Regions from separate parts of the Bactrocera dorsalis genome. Here region 1 is linked to region 2. The links are chromatin contacts, called in public Hi-C maps. All regions are on one chromosome and are shown on one strand. The core of a region is the stretch at or near the end of the contact, and the rest is flanking DNA. Distances in the headings are between cores, read along the strand shown. Region 1 overlaps LOC105225733. Region 2 has its middle 11 kb from the start of LOC105225751.

Region 1 (2,700 bases), core at 131-2,630, 81 kb before region 2:
ATGTACGTGCGTGTGTGTGTATAGGGGAGATACTTTGCTACGTCAGTCCATCAAGCAAACAAATTTCGTAAAGAGAAAATATCCAAAACAAAAATCGAATGATCGCCACAATTTTTTTACAATTAAAGGTTTTTTATTTTTATATTTTATAAAATGGCAATGCTGACATTTAATTTGTGGTGATTTTTAGTCGGCGAAAATTTAATAATAAGTATTTTTCTGTGCTTTTATTTTACATTTCCACCTTTGTGCTGTAAGTGATTTTATAATAAGAAAGCTACAAGCTGCCATAAAGGTAACATTTCGGTTTTGATGCGCACACAGAGCGCAGAGCGACGATCGAGAGAGCGCAAACATAAGCATGGAGAGCGTTCATAAAATATTCAAACGGTGCAATGGGTTCATGCGCGTATATTTTACTCGATTTTTTCATGTGTATTCATTCGTTCTTGCTGTTATTTCTACAATTTTGTTATTATGCATATATTCACATACAAAGATACATACATATACAAATTAGATTTAAATCGTGTTATTTGTTCGGCTTTTGTACACTTTTCGTCATCGTTCTGCAGTTGCATGCATTTATTAGACAATAGTGAGGTATGGCACAGCGCCTATATCTCTGGTGACGGTGACGGCGACGGCGGCAGAAGTAGCCGCACCCACAATACTACATATAGCCGCCAGTCGTACTGTGAGCGGTGTAGGTATCATCAGACTCCACCACGTCTGTCGCCCAGCACATACTGCGCAACAACTTAACTTCCATACATACACACATCTACATATCTGCTAGTTGCGTATAAGTGTGTGTGTGTGTATCTGTGAGCACTTCGGGTTTTGCGTTCGCTTGAAGTCTTCGACCAACAAAACAAAGCGAGCAGAAAAGCGAAAAGCGAAGTGCGCACGGAAATTGAAAAATATAACAACTCCCCACTTTGCTTGCGTTTACAGTGCTGCCATATGATGCGGTTTTGTAAAGGCAGCATTTAATGGTTTGCGTAATAAGTGCGAAAATACAGTGTTTTTGTGTCTTTGAAAATGAAATGAAATGCCAAATCTGCTGTAACTAAACAAAAATACATGCTGCTAAAAATAACTGTAACAAACACATACATGTATTTATAAATACATATATATATTTGTATACATACATATAAACCTATTTATAATACATACATATAAGTATGCCGCTTTCGCTTACACCTGCTACGCATCTATTTATTTGTCTCTAGCTCCTAGCTACTAGAGCAAGTGCGTATTGTTGTTGCACGAAAACGTGATTTTTTGGCGGGAAATATCTGCAGCCGACAATACGCACTATATTGTAGATAAAACACACACACGCACACACATATTTATTTTTACGCACACAAAATTTACGAGTTGCTTCATACATGTTCGTTGGCCCGCTACGCATCTCGTACGCATCGCTCACCCTTTCGACAACACACATTTTCACTCTCGCATGCTCTCCTCCCCCATATTTGTTATTGTTGTTGTGTTTTTGTTTTTTTCACAACTGGCACTTGTATCGCTCATCTACATACATATTTACATATGTATGTTGTTGTTTTGTATTTGTATCTTGTTTACTTTATAATTCTCTCCACTTACTGTTTCTCCAATTTGAACGGCCTTCGGTCCATTTCTGTAGCTTGATATTTACGATTTTTTTTCGTATGCGAATGCAGTCAAAGCGTTACGCAGAATTTGCTTTTATGCGCGTAGACTTTGTGGTCTGCTGTTGACGCGAGTCTGTGGGTGTACGACTTGCCATTGGAGCTCGCTTGACCCAGTAGGAAATCGTTGACTTTTGAAAATGGTTTTAATTTTCTTTGAAATTGTTGATCTCTTTCTTTTCAAAAGTGAAAGAGAAACAAGCTTAAATGATTAGATTAACTATAATAATAAAAGAACATAATTCAGTGACATTTTGGTTTATAGGTTATAACTTTGGTTCTATGCAGTAAAATGTATTTACTATTATGTAAATATATTCATTATTGTCATGCTTAAAACATTGTCATTATCAAGAAAAAATGAAATAGGTGAGTTCGTGCTCTTGATATGCGCTTATTGTTGTGAAAGTCTTTAAAATTGTAATTGTTAGTTTCTTTTGATATATTCACCTGCGTTCACCTAATGAGCCAAATGAGGTGTATGTAGATGTTATGAAATCTCGATCTGAAATTTGTCACACATTTTTGTTTTTGGCGAGATATGTTCACGAATTTTGGCATGGCTAATTGTGCAATCTCAGATAAATGGTTCAGATCGGACCACTGTAACATATAGCCGGCATACAAAATATCAAAAATCAAGCACTTTTAATGAAAACTTTTTTTTATTTAAGAAATTACCTTTCCGAAATTTGGCATATACAAATTATTATCATAGACAACGTCACAATCTCTGAATATCAAGTTCCAAGTTCTTGTATTAAAGCATTTAACTCCATTAGCTTAACATTTCCACAACCAATTTGGTCGGTTTTCAATGGAAAGAAATTTTCCACAACTTTGCAAACAGAGATTTTTGTTAACGTTTCCACGTTATTCCGCTTACGCGGTTATAACCGAGCTTAAAACAGAGAAGGCCGTTTTTTTCTTTTCATTGGACTTGTTTTTACGTGGCGGGTCTTAAACCAGTGCACAACATTGAGCAGGGATGTATATTTTGCCTTCTCACTTTAGC
Region 2 (2,700 bases), core at 76-2,575:
ATGTAACTTGTCCGCAGTTCCAATTTTCATAAAAGCTTCTTGAAAAAATCAGATAAATCCATGTAAGAGCTGTCAAAAAGTGAGATTAAGTCACTGACACTGTATTACTATTATGTATGTATATATGTATATGTAAATGTTTTATATTTTACATTGGAGACGTCAGTCAAAAATTCCAAACTGACAAAACAATTTAAAGAGATTGCGGAGATCGCAGTTAAACAAAAAAACCAACAATAACTTACACATACATATGTACATATCGTCACCTGAAATGCAAAATAACGTAACAACATTTTCGGAAATGTAAAGTGGCATGAATGAAACACGCAATAAAATGGAACATGAGTGAAAAAAAAATTTAATATTGGTTAAAAACTGGTTTATATCTGAGTGCAGAACCTGAAAATGTTAAACATATGTAATATTATCTTTGTAATTTGAAGTGGTGCAGCGTAATCAATAAGACACTCAATTTCGAATTTTTTGATGATACGTTATTTTGCATTTCAGGTGACGATATGTATATTCAAACATGTATGTAGTAACAATTACGCAGTGTTTGAAAATTGTTGTTTTTGTCATAGTTAGAAAAATCCTTATCCCCACCAAATTACAATAGTTCTGCTCTAATCTGCTTGTGCCCACTTGCCAATTGACATGGCTGTACCCATTGTTGTTATTTTCATTTGTTTCGATATTGGCGTTGTTGTTGCTGCCGATATTTTATATTGATGTAGAGAGTGCGCATGCATATATTATAACGTACATATGTATATATGTATGTGCGTACGAGTAGGCACTCAAATGCATAGGAAAAATTTGTAACGATCACTATTGTGACGTCGTTGCTTCTGCTACGATGGTGATGCTGTTGATGCGCTGGTTGATTGTGGTGGTGGCATGCTACCATGGTGATAGTAAGCATTTGTAGTTGAGCCGTTTTTTATGCTTGATTAACAATGCCGCATTGCTTCCCTGCTCCTGCTTGCAGTGCCTGCGCTCAACGCTCACAACACTGTGGTGCATGCACCCTTCTCGCTGCCATATTCTGCCTTTGTTATTCCCCTACTCCTGCGCATTTAAGCATGCAAGTATGTAAGTCTGTGTGTATATCTTCAATCTATATGTGTATATATGTATATGTGCGTTCTACGCGAGCGTTGCTGAAATTGTAGTGCCTTGATAGCAAATGCGTTGTTGGTTTTGTTGCAATTGCTATCCCTATATTGCTCATACACTGTGTTGTCTAGTATACACACAGGCATACATGTACATATATGTTGTTGCATTTGTTGTGGCAAAACGTGATTAGAAGAAAATGTCATTGAACCGACCAAAATAAACACAGCGCCCGAGCGTAGACGATTACGGTGTAGCGAGTAGTCGCGGTATTAGGAGATTGCACTTAAACTTTTTTGTTATGCATACATACGCATATACAAGTAGGTATTAGTGTGTGTGTATGTGTTTCGTAAATTTATAATCCAGTTGTACGTGCATACGGTGATTTTTGCAAAAACAAAAATTACCATAAACAGATTTGACTTGTCTCTGTGTACTTGTGTGTGCGTTGCATTCGGTAGCGCTGCGATTTAGGTGCTTTAACGGTTTTGATTGCCCGCGACGACGGGCAGTGATCAACAAACAAGCAAAACTCGATAGCGTTCAACCTGTATACATACATACATAAATTCATACATAGTTTAGACATGTTTATATGTATGCACATGAGTTTGTAATTGTAATTATTAGTTTTATTAAGAATTCAATTAAATTCCCCATTATAATTAAGTTTAGTATTCCCAAACTACTCAAAAGGTTAAACCAAAAATTGAGGGATTATTTTATGTAAGTATGTTCTACATGGTTTGTCCGGAAAGTAATAGGACTGAGTCGATTTAAAAAAAATTTATTGAACCAATCGTTAGAATTCTTTAAAAATTTTCAAAATAGGTTCCTTCTGCGTCGGTGCAGCGCTGCCAGCGCGATTTCCAAGCATTGAAGCCGCCTCGGAAAGCATTCATCGGAATAGCCTTGAGAGCCGAAGTGCATGCTGTTTGAATCCACTCTGTCTTCTCAAAATGCTTTCCTGTCATCGGTCTTTTCAGGCAAGAAAACAAAAAAGGTCCGGGGAGGTGGTGCACAGAGGTGGTTGGGTCGAGTCGATGTTAGGACCTCGGAGCCTGCGCACGTCTAAAATACTGTACACGTGTCTTCCCTCTATCACATGATCGATCTGGTTGTTGGCTTTTCAATTGGGATACAGCCAGATAGCTTGGTGAATTTTCCTATGCTGGAATCTACACACATCGGATTTGCGTTCCTTCATGTGACCACTATAGCCTAGGACATGATTTATCTACAGATACTTATGTACTTCTACTATAAAGGCTTCTTGTGATTTATGACCAAAGTCGGCTTAAGCATTAACAAAATAAGATTCTGTGAGAATCAGTGAAACACTTTGAAGAAATGAAATCTTCAATTCTGACTCGTACAAAGCAAGTCACCCAAACTGATATTCCAACTTCTAATTTATCCACACTATTTACGAGCATTTTCAACAACAACAGAATAATAGAATGATACAAGAGGATGCGATCAATCTGACTCTTTCACGGTAACCAAAATATCTTCCGCCCTCTCGAAACTGGAGAACAATGTTGTCAACAAACGCACTCAGAATAAAAAGTGTGT

The links. Hi-C and Micro-C count contacts between places; a contact is called where the count stands out from the background.
Region 1: a contact with region 2 is called in a Hi-C map of whole body, with 4 times the contacts expected there. The contact joins two enhancer-like sites. A contact is called at or near these places in 2 of 2 Hi-C or Micro-C datasets (both in whole body).

The regions. Positions count from the first base shown.
Region 1 is chr2:18,091,756-18,094,455 of ASM2337382v1, reverse strand. All of the region lies in intron 1 of LOC105225733, which reads left to right. Among protein-coding and RNA genes, the nearest start is that of LOC105225733, 9.9 kb to the left of the region's middle. Within about 2 kb of position 1,380, the one cell type or tissue checked has open chromatin away from gene starts, as enhancers often do.
Region 2 is chr2:18,010,561-18,013,260 of ASM2337382v1, reverse strand. No RefSeq gene overlaps it. Among protein-coding and RNA genes, the nearest start is that of LOC105225751, 11 kb to the left of the region's middle. Within about 2 kb of position 1,325, the one cell type or tissue checked has open chromatin away from gene starts, as enhancers often do.